2 separate regions of the Macaca mulatta genome follow, and region 1 is linked to region 2. A link is a contact called in public Hi-C data. All regions are on one chromosome and are shown on one strand. The core of a region is the stretch at or near the end of the contact, and the rest is flanking DNA. Distances in the headings are between cores, read along the strand shown. Region 1 holds the start of TRIM37 (tripartite motif containing 37). Region 2 holds the start of SKA2 (spindle and kinetochore associated complex subunit 2).

Region 1 (6,372 bases), core at 3,220-5,719, 46 kb after region 2:
TGGGCTTTGGAGTCATATCTGAGATGTAAGTAGCAGGTTTTAAATTCTAGCTATGACCCTGGGCAGATCACTTAACTTTTGAGTGTCAGAATGTTTGGAAGGCAAGACAGTAAAGTGTTTTAATACAGGGTTCAGTATTTAGTAAGCCTTCAATAAGTGATACTACATACATGTAATAAAAACTAAGCATTGAAAGGACTAGGAAAAATGTATCAAATGTTAGTTCTCTGCAGGTTATAGAATTATACTTTTACATAATTTTAAAATTTCAGTTATGAGCATGTTTGTCCATTAACAAACTTACAATAACTGAAAAACAGGGTTGTGAGAACAGCTTCACTTAAAATTGTCTTGTCTAGTTTGAGTATTTCAAGAACAGAAAGCTTCCTTTTTTTTTTTTTTTTTTTTTTGAGACGGAGTCTCACTCTGTCGCTCAGGCTGGAGTGCAGTGGTACGCTCTTAGTTCAATGCAACCTCCGCCTCCCAGGTTCAAGCAGTTCTCTGCCCCACCCTCCCGAGTAGCTGGAATTACAGGTGCCTGCCACCATGCCTGGCTAATTTTTTGTATTTTTAGTACAGATGGGTTTTCACCATCTTGGCCAGGCTCGTCTTGAACTCCTGATGGTGATTCACCCACCTCAGCCTCGCAAAGTGCTGGGATTACAGGCGTAAGCTACCATGCCCAGCCGCTTTTTTTTAATTACAGAGAAGTAAGTTACACCTTAGTATCAGATATTAATTTTCTTCAGTGTTCAGGCAATTAGTATTTAGAAAGTTCTTGTCATGAGATGGCTCTGGGATGTGATAATGATTGTTGGGATTGAAAAAATGGTAGTATCATGGAGAGATCATAATAAATTCTTATTATAATAGTATTAAAAGTGGTTTTGCTTTCAGTTAGGGAGAAAAATTAGATTGTACTATTTTTCCTCTATGATTTCCTTCAGTTATCTTCCAAATGTTATTTTCCCCCCACAGCCCCCTTAACATTGTTCTCTATGCACTTCTCAATACATTTTCATTTGTTTTTCAAGCCTCTTTGTGGATGACTCCTAAATACAACTTCTTCCTCTAGCTCTAGATCCATATTTCCAATAAAATCCCCTACCTGAATATTGAAATTAAACATGTCCAGAATACTTACTGATTTTACTGTTAATAGCCACTATTCTGTTGTTTGGAATTAAAATCTGTATAACTAATTTGCATCCCTTTATCTTCTTAGTCAATAAAACCTACAATTCTCTCTCTAAAATGGTCATAGTATACAACCTCCACATTATCTTCACACCTCCTTAATTTAGATCTTTTGTTTCTCATCTGGATTATAATTGTTTTATCCTATGTGACTATAGTGTTTTTATGTCTTAAGTTATAAATAATACATGTTTAAGAATTTAAAAATCACAGGGATGGCCGGGTGTGGTGGTTCACGCCTGTAACCCCAGCACTTTGGGAGGTCGAGGCGGGAGGATCACAAGGTCAAGAGATCGAGACCATCCTGGCCAACATGGTGAAACCCCGTCGCTACTAAAAATACAAAAATTAGCTGGGCGTGGTGGCATGTGCCTGTAGTCCCAGCTACTTGGGAGGCTGAGGCAGGGGAATCACTTGAACCCGGGAGGTGGAGGTTGCAGTGAGCTGAGATCGCACCATTGTACGCTGGCTTGGTGACAGAGTGAGACTCTGTCTCAAAAAAAACCCCCAAAAAACAACAACAACAACAAACAGGCATGTAAATTCTCTGGAGGTAATCTGCAAATAATTTCTTCAGGCATTTCTACATGTATACAAATTTAAAAAAATTTTTTCAACAAAAGTAGGTTGATACTGTGCCTTGTACTGCTGCTGTACTTAATTTTTTTTCATTTCATTATTTTATTTGAGACAGTGTCTCACTCTGTCACCCACGCTATAGTGCAGTGACGCTATCATGGCTCACTGTAGCCTCTAGGGCTCAAGCAATCCTTCGGCCTCAGCCTGCCAAGTAGCTGGGACCACAGGTACATGCCAACAACCCCTGCTAATTTTTGTATATTTTGTAGAGACTGGGTTTCATCATGTTGCCCAGGCTGGTCTCCAACTCCTGAGCTCAAGAGATCTGCCAGCCTCAGCTTCCCAAAGTCCTGGGATACGTGAGCCACTGCGCCCGGTCTTCAATTCTAATATATTTTTGTTACGTCACATATCCACCCTTCTTTTTAATAGCTGTAATCTATTATATGGCTATACCATACCTTTTTTTTTTTTTTTTTTTTTTAGACAGGATCTGGCTCTGTTGCCCAGGTCATACTGCAGTGGTGTGATCTTGGATCACTGCAGCCTCAAAACTCCTGGGCTCAAGTGGTTCTTCCATCTCAGCCTCCAGAGTAGCTGGGACCATAGGTGTGCACCACCATGCCCCCAGCTAAATATATAATTTTTATCAGTTCCTTATTGATAGACATTTAAACTCTATAACAGCAAGTTATACAAATAATATAACAAGTTGTAAAACATTAAGTTATTTAGGGATATATATGAAGTTAGGAGATTTTTCTTGTGGGGAGGGCAGCAAGGTCAGCCTTTAAGAGATTCTGATGGAGCAGACCATTGGCTCCCAAACCCCAGGGCTTGGCAATCCATGTGAGTTTAGCATCTTGCCAACTAAATTATTTATTTTGCTCAAGTTATCCTTTTTGCTTGCAATCAGTTGTACAGGTTTCTAACTGTTCGATATTATGAACTAGTGCAGTAAGTCCTTCAACATTTTTGGATTCTTCGGCAAACATACAAGAATCTATCTTACTATTTACCATATAAGTATTGCAATTTGTCTTATTTGTCTTCTACACTGCGCCTTGAGAGCAAGGCCCACTCACTTCTCATTACTCTGAATCCTAAGTACAGCACTGCATTCTTTTTTTTTTTTTTTTTTTTGAGACGGAGTTTCACTCTTGTTGCCCAGGCTGGAGTTCAATGGCGCCATCTCAGCTCATCGCAACCTCCGCCTCCCAGGTTCAAGCGATTCTCCTGCCTCAGCCTCTCTAGTAGCTGGGATTACAGGCATGCGCCACCACACTCGGCTAATTTTGTATTTTTAGTAGAGACGGGGTTTCTCCATGTTGGTCAGGCTGGTCTTGAACTCCCGACCTCAGGTGATCCGCCCGCCTTGGCCTCCCAAAGTGCTGGGATTACAGGCATGAGCCACCACGCCCGGCCTAGCACTGCATTCTATAATTATTTTAAGTAAAATTGTCATAACATAAAATTAACCATCAACCATTTAAAAATGTACAACTGAGGGCATTTTCGTAAAAATAGCGTTATACAACCATCAGCTCCATGTAGTTCAAAGACCACAAATAATTCTTACTGAAAGCATTTTTCAGTCTCAGATTAATCTTTCTAAATTATATCTTGTTCATGACCCACGTAGTTAAAATAAATTGTTGCTACCCACCACCTATAAGCCTAAATGCCTGATATTCAAGAACTTGTTTCTAGATTATTAGTGATTCTCTACATGTGCACTCCAGGTCGATTAAGTATAATTAGTTGTTTGCAATAAATACAGGAAAAATTAAACTCAAATTATGAATTTGATGTGCCCTCTTTGTCTCACACACCTTCAATTCTTGCAATCTTTACACATCTCTTCTGGCAAGAAATTGTAGAAAGCAGATCCCATTTATAGGAAAGATGAATATCGCTGATACCCTTTCAATAGTCCCACTGCGACAACTTATGCGGCAAGAATGAAGTGTGGGATGTGGGAATGAAGTCTTCACAGTGTGTGGTCCCGTCCACTCAGCACCTGAATGAGAAATGACACCTCTTCAGGCTTCACAGTCTGGAGCCTTCTAACTCAATTTGCTTTGGTAGGTGGAACCCAAGTCCTACAAACCTTAGACTCTTTCTTCCAGAGAGAACCACTAACCACTAACCCTGTGCACCAGGGTTTCTCAAAGTGCGGGCCACAGGCCACCTGCTACCGAATCACACACAATGTTGGGTGAAAACGTGGATGGCCTGGGCCCCACCCTAAAAATCTCAGAGTCCGAATACCTAAGGGTGTGGCTCCGAAGACCGCTTTCCACTAGCGCGCCAGGTGGCTCCGTCTTTGGCGCGCAAGTTTGAGAGCCGTGGGTCCCCGCCCTCCGCCGAGGTGGGCGGGGCGTAGCGGAGCCCCACGCTCAGACCGCCTACGCAGGCTGGGGCCGGAGGCACGCAACCCTGAGGCAGCGAGTCGCCAAGTCTCGTGTGCGCCCCGCAACGCGGGAACTAGGCGAACCTTTCACGCTTCTCCCCTCCTTTCTCCTCCCGCAGCGTCCTGCGCGCATGCGCTTCGCGCCTTCTCTCGCCGCCGCGCCCCCAGCTGTCCTGGTTACAGTTGGTGTTTGCGAATTCTCTGCGGCGCCTTCTTTGCCGAACTCCAGCGGCGGTTCCATACGCGCGCGCCCGCGTCACGTGGGCCGAGATTTCCCTCGCGGCTGCTGGCCGGCGGGTGAGCCCGGAGAAAGGAGCCGCGGCCACTGCTCGCCCTACCTCTGCGCCCCGGGGCGGGCGCGCCGGTAAAAATGGCGAAATGGGGGTAGTCGGCGCTGGACCTGAAGCGATGGGGCACGCAGGTGGGGCTGTTGTCGGAGCCCCCTGACGTGGGCGCCGGGCTTCTCTAGGTGATTTGATCTGGCGACCTCAGGCCGGCGCCTGAGGTCAGACTACGGAGCCCGCGGGTCGCCAACGGCCTCGCCGAGAGCCGGAGGCAATGGATGAACAGAGCGTGGAGGTGAGGGGGTTGTGAGGGTGGTGGTTAGTCCCCGCCCCCACCCGATGAGCGGTTTTTATTCGGGGAGCCGTGCCCATGTCCTCCCTCCGGTAGGGCACCCCTACCCCACACCCTACACCCCTGCCGCTGTGGAGAGGGCTGGCCCTGTACCAAGGACGCCGTTCTCATTCTGCAGCGCTCCGGGTGTCTTGTGCTCACTGTTCCGCAGTCAGGTGGTGCGTATCCTGGAGTTTTCAAGGATGTCTTGGCACAGGTACTCTTCCCCACCGGGTATTTACAAACTGCATCCTGTTCCGAGCAAAACTGCAGATTCATCAAATGGACGTACCCTGCCACTCGCCACCAGACCTTAAGAGTTCTTGAGCTGATCTAAATCTCCTTCCAAATGGATAATCATCTTTCCCTCTCAGTGGCACATTTTGCAAGCTTCTGCCTTTCCTTCCTAGATTGAATCAGTATATATTATCTCATGTGTAGTTTCCAGAACAAACTGTTCTTTTTATAACTGATTCTTGTAAGCTGTGAGTTAAAATAGTTGGGATATGTAGGATATGTAAGTAAAGGCTAGGAATATTTTTTAAAAGATTGTTTATTGAACTTAATTGTATAATCATTATCAAATTTTGAACCTTTCAGATACTGAACTAGGAAATCCTTGCTTTTTAGTAAGAGGTAACTGTGTTATGGATATTCCACTTGAAACTAGTCATTCTGTAGTCTTGTTGTCCACCCCGTTGCAGGTTACAGAATCTGCATCTCCCAGGTTCTTTCTGGCCCTACAGAGTCATGATGAGATTCATGAGTAATTTTCTCCTTAATTCCTCATGTAAAGTATTATAAAGGTTTTGTAAACTTATCTTGGTTTTAGGAGGGTTTAATTCTAGAATGGAGTGAAAGTAAATGTCAGTACTATAAAAACAAAGTATACAATACAATAACAGTACGTTTAATTGTATCTTTTTTCTTGTTAAAAACTTTTCAGTTACTTCCTAAATTGATTAAACTGAGACTTGCAAAGATAATACTGTTTCTTGTATTTACATATTTTTGTTGTTGTTGTTCCCAAGATTGCTTTGAACTACCGTCAGCATTTTCATTTGGGGCAGAATCTCAGGTTCAAATAAGTAGCTAGTCGGTTTTAACATCAGGGCAGCAATTCAGATTTCTGGATTCTTAATTCATTTTTTTCTGGGTCACAGTACACTGCCTTTAGGATAAGTGTCTTTTTAAACTTCTTTTTCCTCTAAATTATAAAATCAGCTTATACCTTTTGGGGAAATTGCAGAAAAAGTTAAAAAGTTCATGTGTATTCAGTCATATAGTCTGCCTTTTTTCCTTTTTTTTTTTTTTGAGACAGAGTCTCACTCTGTCACCCAGTCTGGAGTGCAGTGGCACCCTCTCGGCTCAATGCAACCTCCGCCTCACAGGTTCAAGCGATTCTCCTGCCTCAGCCTCCTGAGTAGCTGGGATTACAGGCGCACACCACCACGCCTGGCTAATTTTTGTATTTTCAGTAGAGACGGGATTTCACCATTTTGGCCAGGCTGGTTTCGAACTCCCGACCTCAAGTGATCCACCTGCCTCAGCCTTCCAAAGTGCTGGGA
Region 2 (6,325 bases), core at 2,873-5,372:
TGGGTGGATCATCTGAGGTCAGGAGTTTGAGACGAGCCTGACCAACAGGGTGAAACCCTGACTCTACCGAAAATACAAAAATTAGCCAGGCGTGGTGGAGTGTGCCATAATCCCAGCTACTCCGGAGGCTGAGGCAGAAGAATCACTTGAACCTAGGAGGTGGAGGTTGCAGTAAGCCAAGATCATGCCACTACGCTGGGTGCACGCCACACCTGGGTGTGGGCCAATGTGAGTATGAATCAGAGATATTTCTCTGATTAATTTACCCTGTCTCTTCTCCTTACCATCCCCCTCCTTTCTGTCCTCTAACTTCAGTTGCCTTCACCATTTTTGTCTTTCACTATTGTCTATTTTCCTTTACTGTTTTTTTTTTTTTTTTTTTTGAGACGGAGTCTCGCTCTGTCGCCCAGGCTGGAGTGCAGTGGCGCGATCTCGGCTCACTGCAAGCTCTACCTCCCGGGTTCACGCCATTCTCCCGCCTCAGCCTCCGAGTAGCTGGGACTACAGGCGCCCGCCACCACGCCCAGCTAGTTTTTTGTATTTTTAGTAGAGACGGGGTTTCACCATGTTAGCCAGGATGGTCTCGATCTCCTGACCTCGTGATCCACCCGCCTCGGCCTCCCAAAGTGCTGGGATTACAGGCTTGAGCCACTGCGCCCGGCCTCCTTTACTGTTTTTACTTAGAAAAATTTCAAGCTTTCAGGAAATAAAAAATTTACAATAGTATAATAAGCACTCATATACAATTCACCTAGATTTACCAATTGTCAATTGCCGTCTTTGTACACACACTCTTTCTGTATGTATGTACAGATATATACATATATAAATTTTTTAAGGTTTTGATTGAATAGATTTAGTTGCAGACATCATGATACTTTACTCTTAGATACTTTAGCTTTTGTTTTCTAATATAAACATGGAAATTTTCTGACAAAACCACAATCACAGTCAGGAAATTTAACCTTGTTATGATATGATCTAATGAACAGCCCATATTAGGATTGCCCCAGTTGTCTCATTATCCCTTATAGATTCTCCCACCGTGGTTCCACAACACATTTAGCTGTAGTATCTAGTATCTCTTTAGTCCCCTTTAATTCATAACAATTCTCCAGCTTTTTTTATTTATGTATTTGCTTCTTCATATTTATAATTTTGAAGAGTCCAAGTCAGTCGTTTTGGAGAATGTGCCTTAGTTTGGGTTTGTCTGAGTGTTCCTTCAATGATTCTCCTGCCTTCAGTCTTTCTCCTTGCCAGTTCATTTTCCACATTGTTACCAGAGCTGATACTTTAAAACGAAATGAGATCTAGATATTCCCTTGCTTAAAAGTATTTGAAGGTTCCTTTACTCACAAAATTAAATTCCTTAGCACGCCTTTCAAAGCTTTTCACAACTTACCTGTAATAGCCCTCTGCCATTAGAGCCTTCATCTCTTCTAGTGACTAGCGGTTAGTACTTCCAGGTATACTAAACACCAAATACTTTCTGTTTCTTTCTATCAGCCTTTCCTTCTGTTTGGAGTATCCTCCTCCAAGTCAACTTATACCTATCCTTCAAGATTCTGTTACTTTATCTTATAGATACTAGTTGAGTGCTTATAATCCACCAAGTACTATGCTAGGTGCTGGCATACAATCCTGAACAATACCAACATAATCTTTGTCCTTCTGGATTTTTTTTTTTTTTTTTTTTTTGGGATAGAGTCTTGCTCTATCACCTGGGCTGGAATGCAGTAGCTTGATCTCGGGTCAATGCCACCTCCGCCTCCTGGTTCAAGCGATTATCCTGCCTCAGCCTCTTGAGTAGCTGGGATTACAGGGGCGTGCCACCACACCTGGCTAAGTTTTGTATTTTTAGTAGACATGCGATTTTGCCATATTGGCCAGGCTGGTCTTGAACTCCTTACCTCAAGTGATCCGCCCGCTTTGTCCTCCCAGAGTGCTGGGATTACAGGTGTGAGGCACCGTGCCCAGCCACCTTACAGAATTTATACTGGCTGAAATGTCATCTCTTTTGCACTTCTATAGCACTTTATACACACCTTTATTATAAAATGTATTACATTTCATTGTAATTTTTGCTTGTATGTTTTTCATCCTGCTGGACTGTTATCCCAGCATCTTGAATACAGCAGGAGCTAAATAATGTTTCATTCAATAAAGAATGAAAAGAAGCATTCCTGCTAAGTGTTAGTTAGCAAGTGTTATTTTAGTTAAGGAATATGTTCTAATATTGTCAAATTCTCTTGGTTAGGGAGGTTTTTATTTCTTCATATCATACCACATCTTCATATGGCTAAAAGATGGGTCTAAAGCTATTTTCCAATAGGAAGATGCAGTAAATAATACAGTAAGAATTACAGTCTTTTGCAGGAGTTGGCGCTGCTGCTTCTGTTACAACTCCTCCCAATGATATGAAAAGTTGTTTGCGGCCGGGCGTGGTGGCTCAGGAAATCGAGACCATCCTGGCCAACAGGGTGAAACCCCGTCTCTACTAAAAATACAAAAATTAGCCAGGCGTGGTGGCGGGCGCCTGTAGTCCCAGCTACTTGGGAGGCTGAGGCAGGAGAATCGCTTGGACCCGGGAGGCGGAGGTTACAGTGGGCCGAGATTGCGCCACTGCACTCCAGCCTAGGCCACAGAGTGAGACTTCGTTACAAAAAAAGAAAAAAAAAAAAAGAAAGAAAAGTTCTTTGTTCTGGGGTACTTTCAAAGCTGTGGCAGCAACGGAAGTGGCTGTTGCATTTCATTGCCATCTTCCTAAAACACATTTTTATGGAGGTCTCTTGCGCTCCTCCACACATAGCCTTCAATTACTTAATTTCCATTACCAGTTCAACTGATTCTTCTTGAACACCCATAGCACTATTTCTGGGTACTTGCTTTTTAAAAATTTTATGTTTTATGCTGTTTTTGTTTGTTTTGTTTTGTTTTCTGTTTTTTTTTTTTTTTTTTTTTAAGCATTGCTTTTTTTGTTCCTGTCTTGTTTCTCCAAAGAGACTGCAGTTCCCTAAAGTCTCATCCCACACAGCATTAGGCACTCAGTAAACAGGACACACATTTAAAATGAACACTCTAACAGAATGCCAGACAATATCAAGTAACATAGTAATATTCCCAGTCAAGAAATGTACCAACTTAAACTTTAATGTGCATAGAAATCACTGAGGGAAATCTTGTTAAAATGTATATTCTGATTTAGTAAATTTGGCTGGAGCCCGATAACTTGCGTTTGTAACAAGCAACCAAGAGATGCGGATGCCGCTGATCTGTGGACTTACATTGAGCAGCAAATATGTAAAGAAATATTCAAAAGGAAGGCATATGCTTTGCTCCAAAACATATCTTGCGAAGTGTTAATTAAACAGATGTATGGTTAAGATGAAGCCAGGCGAGCACTTCTTCCCCAGCCCCAAATCTACCCTTCCCTTTTCCATTTCCCCTTCGTGTCCAGCCAAGGTCTCCCCCTCCTCAAAACCATAAAAACACACAAGCAGCAACAAGCCCAGCTACTCAAGACGCGAACTCAGATAACAAAGACATAATCGTTCCAGCACTTACTAGTCTAAGAGCCGGGGCAGTCGATGGAGTCCGGGCTGTGGCCTCTCTCACGCCATAAAGAAAAATTCAAAATTAAATCCTTGTCAAGGAGAGACCAATCGTAGACACGGTCTCTGCACGATTCGCTCTTTACATAGCGTAGGAGCACAGCCCGGCTTGTGATTGGCTGAGATAGACAGAGCTCCAGCCAATCAGAGCTGAGGCGCTTCTGGTATGAATAAGGGGAAGGCGGGAGAGAAGGGGAAGGAAAGCAGGAGCGGAAAGAAGGTGTGTTACGTCCCCTCTGCCGTCGGTGGAAGCTCTGGTGTGATTGGTTGGCTCTTCTTCCGATTGCACCAATCTCAAGCTCTTCTCTGCAGAGCCCTAACTATAAAATTGAAAGTAGAGAGCAGGGGGCAGCCAATGGAAAAAAAAATGTGCACAGCAGCCAATCCTCCTGCGGCGTTTTGTGTCTTTGCCCAACAGGAAAATGTGTCTCATGCAGAGGGGCGTTACCCAGTCTCCGATGGGCGGGAGCCGGTGGAACGGAGGAACCAATGGGTGCGAGACGTTGAGTGACAGCTGTCCAATGGAGGCCCTCCGTGCTAGTACGGCTTGCGGCTTAAGCGCCGCCGCGGTCTGAGGAATGTCAACTATTCAACATGGAGGCGGAGGTCGATAAGCTGGAACTGATGGTGAGTGCAAAGTGAAGGAGATCTACTGTGTAGTTTATTTTTCCCCCACGGCCTCGAAGGTGGGGCACAATTTGGAGTCGCCGGAAACTCCGGGCGGCGGAGGCTGGACCAGAGTCGAGTTCCCTCCTCCTGCACCAAAGGGAGCCGCCACCGTCTGGTGTCTAAACCGCTGCGGGGAAGGGGTTACATCCGGGAAACTCGTCAGGGAAATGGCGGGAGATGCTGAGGGTGCGGGGCCTTTGGAATTCCTTGTTCCTTGCCCTCACCTTTACACCCCTTACGGAACTGCGCCCGGTGCATACCGCATTCTGTGTTTGTACCAAAAAAGATGTGAATGGAACGGTCCCTAAGCGTCCCAAGAAGGGAGGGGTGGTTTACACTCCAAGAAAGGGGAACGGAGGGTGGGGTGGGGAATAAACCGACGGGGGCGAGGAGAAATCCCTGTAGGGCCGACCCGCCCACGTTTTAAAAGGCGGGCCGAGAAAGTCTGAGAAAGGATCCTAGACTTGTATGCACAACTTCCTAACGGCCAAGGAAGCATCTAGACCCATTTCTGTTTGGTCCGGGGGTGGCAAACCTTGGGTGAGGGAAGAGGTGTGAGCGAAGGGGATCGGAACCGCGAGCTCCTCTCCTGGAGCGCGGGCGGGATTGAGACAGGAAAGGCATCCTGCTCTTGAGTTGTGCACTTTCATTCATCTGTGAAAGTAGAGAATGGGTGCGAAGAACCGCAAAGTACTCCCGTTGTTGCTGGCGTATTTGGCCTGCTCGGGGGCGCCCAGCTGAGGGGCTGTCCTAGTTTTCTTTAAGGATCCGTCCTTCACTTGTTCTCTTTATTCCCTCCCTCCCATTCTTAGATTACCAGCTTGATCGCCCGCGCTTTTTTCCTCTTCGTTCCCTTGTTATGTCTTCAGCCCTTTTCGTCCAGCATTATCTTTTTTTTTTTTTCTTTTTTCTTTTTTTTTCCAGGTTGGGCTGCTTTCCTTAAAAACCTGGACTTTGGAGGAAGCGCCTGCCACTGAGCTCCTGTTTTTTTTTGTTTGTTTGCTTGTCTGTTAAATAAGATTGGCCGGGCGCAGTGGCTCATGCCTCTAATCCCAGCACTTTGGGAAGCCGAGGCGGGAGGATCATGAGGTCAAGAGATCGAGACTCTCCTGGCCAACATGGTGAAACTCCGTCTATACTAAAAATACAAAAATTAGCTAGGTGTGGTGGCACGCGCCTGTAGTCCCAGCTACTCGGGAGGCTGAGGCAGGAGGATCGCTTCAACCTGGGAGACGGAGGTTGCATTGAGCCGAGATCGCGTCACTGTACTCTGGCCTGGCGACAGAGTAAGACTCCGTCTCAAAAAAAAAAAATTAAGTTTAAAAAAAGTAAAAAACTTATTTATTCGTTTGTAATCCGTCCTTCCTTCCCACGCCATTCCCTGGCATTAGGGCTTAGGTATTTGTGCCTGCCCTGCTTTCTCCAAGCTGAATCTTGGGCCTCTAACTTCTTCCTTGGAAAGGATGGGTGGTGATCCTGGAAGAAACCACCCACCCCCCATTCCCACTCCAGAAAAACAGGACTTGATATATCTTATTTTCTTCTGATGTTCAAATGAATTGGAGTGCCTCATATACAAATTTAATTTGAAGGCTTTCAATTACTTTTAGCATTTTGTGTTTAAATTTTCTTTGTGCAGTGTGTGTGGGATTGGAGAAGTGTAGGGAGAAATGGGAGGGAAGAAGGAATAATTTCCTGCAGATTTTCAAACCTGTAATAATGAACTTTTAGTTCTAAGTTTTATTATTTTTATCATTCTTTTTAAAAACAAAATGTTAAGCATTGTAATTTGATTCTGTCAACAGGCTTAAATGTTAAGACTATCTTGCCCTTCTCCCATTCTGAATTCTTCCCTACTGATACAGATATTTCTGCCTAAATTCGTAATTCATTTCTGCAAAATGATGCTAATTCTGCTTTTAACAGGTTGTTTGCTTCTCAAGTTGGCTGTTTTTAATTTTTAAACTTGTCTGGCTTTTGCAATAGAGTCAGTGTTCTCACAGGACTTCTTTAGATTGAACAAATTCTCTTTTAAGTGAACAATG

Evidence for each region. A called contact is a pair of places that touch in the nucleus more often than the background predicts.
Region 1: a contact with region 2 is called in a Hi-C map of cortical neurons, with 3 times the contacts expected there. The contact joins the promoter of TRIM37 here to the promoter of SKA2 in region 2. A contact is called at or near these places in 3 of 14 Hi-C or Micro-C datasets (cortical neurons, fetal cortex germinal zone and fetal cortical plate).

What each region holds. Positions count from the first base shown.
Region 1 is chr16:50,870,565-50,876,936 of T2T-MMU8v2.0, forward strand. It overlaps TRIM37 (tripartite motif containing 37), which reads left to right and starts at 4,470. Exons shown (of 24, transcript NM_001258090.1): 1 at 4,470-4,768. The coding sequence starts at 4,748. It overlaps PRR11 (proline rich 11), which reads right to left and starts at 4,250. Exons shown (of 11, transcript XM_077970906.1): 1 at 3,887-4,250; 2 at 3,609-3,796. It overlaps SKA2 (spindle and kinetochore associated complex subunit 2), which reads left to right. Exons shown (of 4, transcript NM_001266054.1): 4 at 1-418.
Region 2 is chr16:50,825,295-50,831,619 of T2T-MMU8v2.0, forward strand. It overlaps SKA2 (spindle and kinetochore associated complex subunit 2), which reads left to right and starts at 4,123. Exons shown (of 4, transcript NM_001266054.1): 1 at 4,123-4,238. The coding sequence starts at 4,206. All of the region lies in intron 2 of PRR11 (proline rich 11), which reads right to left.